Regions from separate parts of the Gossypium hirsutum genome. Here region 1 is linked to region 2. Evidence: chromatin contacts called from public Hi-C data. All regions are on one chromosome and are shown on one strand. Each heading gives the region's core, a stretch centred on a gene start, on an enhancer-like site or on the middle of the called end of the contact. The rest is flanking DNA. Distances are from core to core; before and after follow the strand shown. Region 1 holds the start of LOC107959445 (probable amino-acid acetyltransferase NAGS2, chloroplastic). Region 2 has its middle 4.7 kb from the start of LOC121210223.

Region 1 (5,609 bases), core at 2,271-4,770, 360 kb before region 2:
AAATACATTTATACGCTTCCATAAGACAGAAACCAGCAAATTCTCACATTGCAACTCTGTCAACTTCACCAGAATAGGTAGCAAAGTATAATCATTTCCTATATGGCATAAGTAGTGAAGTCTAAGATGTTCAACATCATACCAAGCAATTTGTCTCCCTGCCCTTGTCCTCGGCATTCTGGAGAAACTGCGATACAAGCAACTTCTCCACACTTGTCCTTGAAGAAAGGAAAAAGAGCAGCACAAGCAATAATTTGACCTTCCCTTTCCATAACAATGAATGAATCTAGGATCTTAACTAGCTGCACAAACAAAAAACAACACAACATTATAATTTTCAGATGCTGGCTCCAACCCAAAAGAAAAAATGCAAATTTCCCTTACCATTTTGTTTGTTAAGACTTGAAACAGAGGCCAATTTTAACAAATTTCATCTTTACAACCAAAAGATCCCAAGAACAAGTAGAAGAAACAGAGCATGCAAAGTAGGACCAAACGTCTATTATGGTCCAATAAGCTCATAACTAAAACAGTACATACCTCCTCATCACTCCTGCGAACCAATGTACCAGACTCTTCTAAAGGTTGTAAGATTTGCTTGATTCCAGCAACATCTGTTTCCTTAGCCATCCTAGCCCCTTCATATAGATCACTAAATAACAAGCAATACCAGAGTCGATGAACAGAATGCAAAACAACTTAATGACTTACTAAATCTTGCAACAGCATTTCATGTAAATTAACAAAAAGTCAGTGTTGAAGCTGATCTCCATGCAGCTGGTATGAAGCAAGTGCAGCTGGAAGCTGGCCATGCAGGCTCGTGACAAGCATGCAGCAACCTTGGTTTTGTGTTGCTGTTAGATTTGAACTAATATTTTGTTCATTTTGAAGTCTAGTTTGCTATAAGCTTTTTGATTGATGTAATTTGATGTTGATGGAGCTGTTAACCAGCTTTGTGTTAATGTACAAGTTAAGTTTTTGTTATTTGGAAAGCTTAGTAGAAGTAGGTGTATGTTTAGGTAGAAATTTGACTTGTAAGTTTTTTTTTTTATTTTTGATATATGTAATGGCAATCTGCCTATGATGTATGTATGAAAAAATACAATTCATTTTTCCATCAATACTCTCAACTATTCTTCATGCTCCTTCTTTCTTTGCTTTAGTTCTGTTCTTGTTTTCCTTCCAATTTCTGCTCTTAAAGCCTAAACTTCAAGCATTTTTTCCTTCATTCTTTACCCGAGTATATTACGTTGTTGTTGGTGTTCTGTTTGCAACTCTTACTTTACCCGGTTAAAGTTCACTCAAACTCCAACAGTCAGCCACAAGAAGTTGCTCTGAGATCCCTAATCTTTGGAAAAGGGATTAGAACAACATATCCCTCCACTTTGTCTGTTGCTAAATGTTATGTGGCAGATTCGTGCATTACACACGCTCAACAACTAACTAAGAAGTGTCACATGCTTCTGAAAGCCAGGTTGGAAAATGGATTGTTATAGTACTAGAAAGTCCTCTTAATTATTAGTAAATTCAAATAATATGTACCTAACTCTACTTCTACTGATTACTTAGTTGCAAAAACATCCATTTTAGGTTAACCCTCCACCTCAGTGGGAGAGTCCACTAAGTCATCCAAGGATATAAATCATTCAGGGATTAAGAACTCACAAAGTAAATGCAGATACATATGAAATTAAGCTGACCATGTTTATGCTAATGCTTTCTGCCTATCAGCAAACATTTCCTTTAAGGTTAACCAATAAGTTCACTGCAAATACCTGGCCACCATTGTCCCCATTCCGTCTCTTTTGAATAGTTCCAACAATAAAACCCCGCCAATTGTGCCATCTAACAAGTGAACTCTTTGTACACCACCCTGACAATGAAGCAGAACTTGCAATTGGCCATTTTTTTTCTTCCATGGGGAAGTATCTACATTTACTAAGTTGGCAGAGAAACTATTGTAACTTACTCTGCAGACAAAAGCTGCAGCAGCCAACTCTGGAAGGTAACCATTTAGTCTACTTAGCCGCTCCAGACCTCCAATAGCAAAACCCTGTTCTCCAGACCATAGTCCAGTGCCATTATCAAAACCAATGCCATTCTGAAAGGTTGCGTAATATGTACTATTAGGAGCTTTGCCATTCTGCGAACAGTGGACAACTGCAGTAGAATCAGTATGTCCAATGCTAGTGAGATATTCAACAACAGCTTTCACATATTTGGTCGCTATCTCACTTTTCTCGGCCTGCTGACGGATTAGCATATCAGCTTCATGAAGAGGCAGGAAATTAATAAGGCGTCCATACTCATCCAAAATTGGGCCATCTATAATGCAAATAAGTTTATCTGCTCCAATAGCTAATGCACAAGCTGTAGCAACCTCATACGCACTGAAATTTATGAAAACATAAAAGTATATTAGCAATCAGGTTAAAATCAGTGGGAAGTAAAACAAAAAATTTAGGCTAGTAATGAGGCACCATGAAGTAAACATAAGTTTTAGTTAAATAGAACTAGCTTTCAAAATCAAACTACATATGCAAAGAATATAAGGACTGCTCATTCTGAGACAAAGTATATTCGATCCCTTAAGATATTGTAACTTCCACAGTGGGATATTTCTCTACCAAAACCTTATGATTGACATCTTGCTAAACCTAAAAATATACCTTACTGAGATAGACACCAAACTAAGTGATCCCTCAGTAAATGAGAAAAGCAACTTAGAACTAAATGAAGATAGAAATTGTAAAATGGGAAAAGATGCCTTTTCTCATTGCAGATGGCTTTCCTGATCAACAATAGCTGCTATAAGAGTTGCACAATATTAATCTCTCCCCCCCCCCCCCAAAAAAAAAAAACTCCTTTAGAATGATAAATCAAAGAATTTTCACTTCATCAGATAAGAGATAAAAAGCAAGCTGCAATAAAATACCACTGAAAGTTATATAGCATACTTGCAATTCAAAACTTCTCCAGAGCTAGAATACCCCAGATTGCTTAGTATCACTATACAACCACCATCAAGCCTCTCACACATGCGAGCAACATCTACTTTCTTTACTTCACCCGATGCTCCATAATCAACACCTTCGACAACTCCTCTTCTCTGCAAAAGGGTTTAAAAAGATTAAAATAAGCAAAAACAGAAGATGTCTAACAGCGAACTACATATCACATGCAAAAAACATGCTTTTACAGGCCACGCATCATCACTACACGTAAGCACGCAAGGAAAAAAAATTATATATTCCCACTATATGATTTACAAGGGTATAGTCATAGTTTCGAAGAGAAGAACATAAATCTACATAAAAGCATAACCCAAATCCAAATGTTATATAAAAAACAGGAACATTCTAACCTTGGCTGCAAGGAAGTTACCACCAGCAACACTGACACCAACTTCATGCAAACGGCTAGTATCTCCATGTCTACGAATATTAAATATGGAAGGTCCAGGTGAAAGTTTTGCTTCTATGGTTAGACGAATCCCTCCTGCCGCTTTAATTGCAGCGTCTAATGATTCAGAGTCTGTTATTCTATAGCTGCCAACATACTTGGGTTCACGCCCTGTAATGTTTCATAGTTCATCTTAAATGTTACAATCTACTTACGTAAACAAAAAAAGTCTAATCATAGTGAAAGCGAGAGATAAAGACTGGAATATTGAACATAAAATATTCGCTGAAATTCAGCAGAAAAATGTTTCTAAAATGAGAAATAAAGAACATGAAATGTTTTCCTTTTTTTTATTGGATCACCTTTCTCAGCCAAAAGCTTGTCGATCGTCACGTGAGTTCCTGGAACAAGAACAAATCTGATCCCCAGGAGATGCAAAAACGCAATATCCTGCAAATAAAAAGAAAAAGAAAAAAAACAATTTAAACCCTTGATCGTAAATAAGATCTAGAAGTTTTTTAAATTTCTTTTATTGATTTAGTATTTGCCTTTAAAATGACGTCTAAGAAGGGGGAAGCAACAATTTCGCCGGAAATAATAATAACAAAAGTGCCGCCACGATGGGCCCACAAGTAAGGCCAAGCCTCACGGAACCACAGCACGAACTGCTTATCGTCGACGGAGTTGTAAGTCTCGTCAACGCTATCGTCTTCGTTAATCACGTCGCGCTTAACCGACTCACCTCGTTTAGGCCTGGGTTTGTGTTTAAGAGACTGAGTCTGAAACTTCAATTGGGGCTTCAATCTCACGTCGCTGTTTCCGAAGCCATGACAGGATGAAAAAAGTTCGTTTCGTGCGGAGGAGAAGGGGGGTACGTAAGCCGTTGAAAATGAAGCAGCCATGCGTGGTGACTCTAACCATGAAATTTCAGTTATTTATTATATACTGCATGCATTAAACTTTAGTTGCAGTAACGATGTGTAAACTACTATTTATTCCAGTCACGCTGTGAGTAAAAATTATATTTTTATTAATTAAATTTTATTAAAAAACTAAAATTATATATAAATTAATTAAAAACATGAGAAAATTTTATGTAATAAATGTATTTATTAAATTTATCAATATTTTAACTACATAAAGTTAGATATTTATTATGTATAATATTTCGAATTCAAATTTTATCATAATTAATTTTTTATTAATTTGATATATTTAAAAATAATAATTTTATAAAAATTTTAATTTATGCATCAAAATATAATTTAATCATTTCACATTTGAGTTGGTAGGGGATGACTTATGACATCATATTAATAAAATATAAAAATTAACGATAAACCTGATTTTTTTTCTTTTTCATTTGCACATCGAAGGTGTGACAAGTCTCTTGTCCTGACTTCAATTAATACCAATTAGGTAGTAGGCCTCGAGGACGTTGATGACCCAATAGGAATTGGGTTACTGAAAAGGCCTTTGGGTTATAACTTATGAAGGTCCAAGTGATTGCAACATGAATCTAAATATATTTGAGACTGAATTTGACCTGGTCAATTTGCAAATTCGATATGGTGCAGATCAACAAGCTAAGCTGATAATCATCCTATTTACCTTTTGCTTATAGCCGAAGGATTGTAAGTATTTGTAGGATATGTAGAGCTTTAAGCGGAAAATTGAGTTCAATTTGTGTTTTTCTATCATGAGCTCACTTGGTGTTACAATAGTGAGGCTGTAACAATTTGTAAGGGAATCGGGCTTCAAATCATCTATTGTATTTGAGAATACAGTGGACACTCTTCTCCGTAAGATTTTGTAAATGTAAATTAAGTTTCAACTACATTAACAATTTATGTTCCAAATTTTCATTCTTTTTGCATTTATTTATTAGTGTACTAATAAATGTGCCCACATCACTTTGTTTCATAATATAATATCTATTTTTTTTATTATGAACAATAATCTCATTAAATCATATATGTTCTTTTTGTTATAATATCTAGAACTACTCATAGCCCATCTCCAACCCTTAAATAGGAGGATAATGCGCTTCAACGCATTTGAACCCACGTCCTCCTGTATTGACAATCTAAATTTTACTTGTTCAATACCATAACTAAACAAAATAAAATATATATATTACATTCTTTTCAATCTACCTACCAAACATTGGATTATTTACTTATATTAGTCTACTAGCTTTTACTAAT
Region 2 (5,267 bases), core at 255-2,754:
TAGAAGGTTCAAATTTTTTAGCTACTTTAAATGAGTCCCAGAAAGGAAAGAATTTGAGTGGTAATGGTGGAGAAGATTTGACGGGTGGAAAAAATCAATTGCTGGGAGTTTCAATGAAAGGTGTTGTTACAAAAACTTCTAATGGGCTGGACCGTTTGCCTAGATTGGGGGTGGCATATATGGACTGTGAATTGGAAGAGGAACCTTTCTCCGATGACGACGAAAAAAAAAGATAGCAAGTTAATATACCGGGCTCTAATGTTTCTACGAGTCAAGATTCATTAGAGGCTGTGGATAGGCCTTCAGTTCATTCCAATTAGATATCGACAGCTGCCAGTGGGCAAACCAACCGACAACAATGAAAATCTTGGCTAGAATGTTCGCGGATTGGGGAGTCTGTGAGCAGTTAGAAGACTTCAGTATATGCTGAAGTTATACCATCCCCAAGTAGTCTTCTTTATAAACTAAATTAAGTCAAGAATGGATGTTGTTAGAAGGCGTTGTGGTTTTTTCAATGGTATCGATATTCTATCTGACGGTTCCCGAGGTGGTCTAAGTCTTAGATGGAATGGGAGAAATTTTGTTACTTTAAAGAGTTATTCAAGAAATCATATAGACGTCGAAATTCAAGATGATGAAGATGCTCCCCGTTGGAGATTTACTGGGTACTATGGGGCTCTGGAGGTCAGAAATAAACAAGAAACTTGGAATTTACTTCGAAGGTTGGGAAGAGATAATTCACTCCCTTGGTTAGTCAGTGGCGACTTCAATGATATTCTTTTTGCCCATGAAAAATAGAGGGGTTGCTAAGAGAAGAGGCTCGGATGAAGAGTTTTCGTAGAACGTTGGAAGAATGTTGCTTGGAGGATATTGGTTTTTCGGGAGCGTGGTTCACTTGGGAGAGGGGATGAGTAATGGAATATAACATTCGAGAACGAATCAATCGAGGAGTGGCTACAAACGAGTGGATACAAATGTTTCCATCATACTCTTTGCAACATTTGCCACACTCTTTTTTCGATCATTGCCCGCTGTTAATTGAGACGGAGAATGCTATTTTGGGGAAAAAAATTGGCTTGATTTTGTTTTGAATCTTGATGGACTCTAGAGGATTCCTGTGAGGAGGAGATTTAAAAGCTACGGGAGGAGTTCTGGCTCATACTTAAATCGCATAGATAATCTAGCTAATGGTTTGAAAGTTTGGGCGAACAAGTTTAGGCATAACCGAGGATGGGATGTGAAGCATCTTAATAGGAGGCTAGATGAACTAAATTGCAAAAAGCGATCACAGGAGATTTTAGAAAAGATTGCCAAGGTCAAACTTCATCTGAATATGGAGCTGGATAAGGAGGAAAAATATTGGGTGCAACGAGCCCGGGCTAATTGGTTGAAAATGGGAGATAAGAATACTGCTTTCTTCCATAAACATGCATCCCAGAGAAGGCGTATTAATCAAATTCGAGGTCTTCAACGAAACGATGGCTCTCTAACTATGGAAAGTAAAGAGGTGGAATCTATTGCTAGCAAGTATTTTTCAGAGCTTTTTACGTCTTCTAGGGTCTAAAATATGGAGTACATATTATCTAGGGTTCAATCATGTATTTCGAAGAGTATGAATCACCTTTTGTTGGCTACCTATGTTGAGGGAGAAATTCTTGAGGCGCTTAAAGGGATGGGTCCTACAAAAGCTTCGGGTGCTGACGGTTTTCCAACAATTTTCTACCAGAAGTACTAGCATATAGTTGGTAAGTATAATTGTGATTTCTATTTAGATATTCTGAATAATGGTAGTTCTTTGGAAGATATCAATAAGACGCTTCTGGTGTTGATTCCAAAGATTGCTAATCCTACCAATTTGAAAAACCATCGCCCTATCAGCTTATTTAATGTTATTTACAAGATTATTGCCAAGACAGTAGCTAATCGACTCCAAAAGGTATTGGATGGGTGTATAGATGATGCCCAAAGCGCGTATGTTCCTGGTCGTCTTATCTCAGACAACGTTTTACTTGCTTATGAAGTTCATTCTTTTAAGAATAGAAGGTCGGGTAAAAAAGGTTTCATGGCTTTAAAGTTGGACATGAATAAAGCATATGACAGAGTGGAGTGACCTTTTATTAAAGAAATGATGGCTAAGATGGGTTTTGAAGACAGGTTCATTAGTCTTACCCTCCATTGCGTCAATTCTGTCCAGTGCTCAATTTTAATTAATGGGGAGGAAGGGTCCAATTTCAAGGCTTCTAAGGGTTTGCGCCAAGGGGATCCGTTGAGTCCCTATTTATTTCTTTTTTGACGAGAAGGGCTTTCAGCATTAATGAGACTTGCAAGACAAGAAGGAAAAATTTTTGGTGCTAAGGTCAATCTATCAACTCCACCTATCACCCATCTCATGTTCGCCGATGACTATATTCTATTTGGAGAAACTTCAAGAAGGGGGATTTGTGTGCTAAAAGATATTCTTGAGCAATATGAGGATTGTTCAAGTCAGTGCGTAAACTTTGAAAAGTCAACTGTGTTTTTCAATTCAAATGTTAATGACCAAGATAAGAATTTGGTTTTTCAAATTCTTAACGTGCGATGCTCGATGAATCCTAAGAGATACCTTGGTCTTCCGATTATGGTGGGGCGAAAAAAAAAGTTGGCTTTCCAAAATCTAAAAGATCATTTAAAGCAAAGGATTAATAGTTGGAGCTTAAGACATATTTCACAGGGAGGCCGAGAGGTTTTTATGAAGGTTGTTTTACAAGCTATTCCTACTTACACAATGGCTTGCTTCCTATTGCCAAAATCTGTGCATGGAATTGGAATATATCATGGGGGCATTTTGGTGGAGGAAAAATCAAGGAAAACGAGGCATGCATTGGTGCGATTGGAAGTCTTTGTGCGCGTTAAAGGAAGACGGAGGTATGGGTTTTCGTAATTTAAATCATTTTAATATTACTTTATTGGCCAAACAGGGTTGGCGTTTATTACGTAATCCTAATTCTTTACTAGCACGTACTTTGAAAGCCAAATATTTTAAGGAGTCTGATTTTTTAAACTCAAGGTTGTGAAAGTTACCTTCCTTTACCTGGCAGAGTATTTGGACGGCCAAGGGCCTACTTCTGAAGAGGTTGGGCTGGAAGATTGGAAATGGAAAACATGTCTCCATTTGGGAAGACGCATGGATCCTTGGGAATGAGGATTTCCGAGTTCAGCATACATCTGTTAATATGAGCTTATTAAAAGTTGCTGATTTAATTGAGGCAAATGATAGAAAGTGGAAATCTGAGCTGATTTGTAATACCTTTTCAGAGCAGGAAGCGGAGCGGATTCTATGCATTCCTCTGTCGTTGTACGAGAATGATGACCTTATTATCTGACGGGGTAAGCCGACTGGGGAATATTCGGTGCGGAGTGACCATAAACTTCTCTTACACAATGATCAAAATGACTTAAAGACAAATTACAAACAATTTTACAAAAAGCTATGGAACTTAGATCTACCCTCTAAAATAAAGATTACAGCTTGGCGTGTTTCACGCAATTTTCTTCCTACTTTCAGTAACCTACAATATCGGCGACTGAGGGGATCTGCTTCTTGTAGTAGGTGCCAAAATGGTGTGGAGTCGAGGGAACATTTATTCCATGAATGTCCTACAGCAAAGGAAACATGGGAGAATTTGGGTATCAATTGGCCTATTCTAGAAGAAAATAATGATTTTAGGGACTGGTTACAGCTTATTTTCCAATCAAGGTCTACAGCTTTTTGCAGAGTTATAGTATGTACTCTATGGGCGATTTGGACATCCAGAAATAAATTTATCCACGAAGGTGAAGTTAAAACGGGTTCACAAATTGCTGACTTTGTTAAAAATTTTATGCTGGAATTGGATGGGCTGAAATCGTCAGTACCTGTTGAACATCTCTGTGTGGGTGGTTGGGTTGCTCCGATCGGAATGAGGCTGAAAATTAATTTTGACGCTGCTTTCAACAAACATAAGAAGGAATCGTGCTCTGGTTTAGTTATCCGGAATAATAAAGCGCAGATTATTGTTTCTAAAATAGTTATGAACTCGAACATACCATCAGCCTTTGCTGCTGAAGCCGTGGCGTGTCTTCAGGCGCTGCAACTTGGTTTATATCTTGGCTTGAGGAAAGTGGAGATCGAGGGTGACTCCCGGACGGTTATACGTAAGCTACAAGTGGAGTATGAGGATAGATCAGAGATTGCTGTGTTTATAAACGACTCTAAAAAATTAAGCTTGGGTTTCCAGACTTGTGTTTTCCTTTTTACAAACAGGGATGTTAACAAAGTTGCGCATCTCATTGCATCAGAAGGAATAAGAATGAGAGAGTCAACTTATCTGGTAAATCAGGTATTTTCTGTCACGGCAGAGATGGTGGCTGAGGATCAACGGAAGACAGAGAGCATGAGAGAACTGAGGAGTCGGAGGGTAGGAGATGAAGAAAAAAATGTTTGTTTGAATCTATCTGTGGAAGATCTTTCAGGAAGGAGGGTGTAATCATTGAAGTTGTTGGTTTTTGAAACGGTCAGTGGGTAATTAATTGTTGGCATTTAATTTCTGACCCTGCTTCTCACGCGTTTTGATGTTTTTCAAGAGGGGTTTCTTTTGGTTGGTTTCCAGCTGGAATAGAAGGCACTAGAGCTTCCCTTTTGTCGATTTTACTGGTTATATGTTTTGGGCTAATTTTTCTTTTATTTTTAGACCTGCTACTTTGTTCTTCCGTGGGTTTTTCTTTCTTATTTTGTTATCATGTTTTTGCTTGGTGTTGAGCTAGGTTTGGAGTCTCTTGGGCTTTTCCTGATTTTGGTATGAGTGGTTTTTTTGGTTGTTTGGTCTTGTTCTGTTTTGTTTTTTTGGATGTATTAGCTTTTGTTCAATATAACCAGTGAGTATTTATTTCAAAAAATATATATTTTTTTAATAAAATTAAAATTTTTATTTATAAATACAATAAATCTCATAAAGAATAAAAAAAGTATTTAAAATAATAAATACAATAGTATAATGAAAAATAAATATTATATTAATCAGTTTAAAAACTTTTTAAACTCGTGCTTATATATATATTATACTTATAATTGTTTTGTTTTAACGAGTAGCTAAATAAATAATACTTCATATCACTAACAAATTTTGTTACATCAGCTTAATGTTATTTTGATTACAAAATAGACCATTTTTATGTGCAAGGATACATCATTGGCTATCTCGACCAACGATGTCCTTGTAACTGTCACGAAAACGATATGAATGGCTAGA

What was found. Hi-C and Micro-C count contacts between places; a contact is called where the count stands out from the background.
Region 1: a contact with region 2 is called in a Hi-C map of hypocotyl, with 2.8 times the contacts expected there. The contact joins the promoter of LOC107959445 here to the enhancer-like site in region 2. A contact is called at or near these places in 7 of 34 Hi-C or Micro-C datasets (anther, callus, hypocotyl and 2 more).

The regions. Positions count from the first base shown.
Region 1 is chrA11:61,982,026-61,987,634 of Gossypium_hirsutum_v2.1, reverse strand. LOC107959445 (probable amino-acid acetyltransferase NAGS2, chloroplastic) reads right to left here and starts at 3,520. Exons shown (of 9, transcript XM_016895516.2): 1 at 3,365-3,520; 2 at 2,958-3,109; 3 at 1,970-2,390; 4 at 1,776-1,873; 5 at 541-652; 6 at 143-302; 7 at 1-56. The coding sequence starts at 3,040. LOC121209908 reads right to left here and starts at 4,356. Exons shown (of 1, transcript XM_041081832.1): 1 at 3,859-4,356. The coding sequence starts at 4,304. The coding sequence ends at 3,921.
Region 2 is chrA11:61,616,863-61,622,129 of Gossypium_hirsutum_v2.1, reverse strand. No RefSeq gene overlaps it. Among protein-coding and RNA genes, the nearest start is that of LOC121210223, 4.7 kb to the left of the region's middle. Within about 2 kb of position 1,504, at least 2 of the 9 cell types and tissues checked have an H3K27ac peak or open chromatin away from gene starts, as enhancers often do. A contact at or near this core is called in hypocotyl, where this site is marked.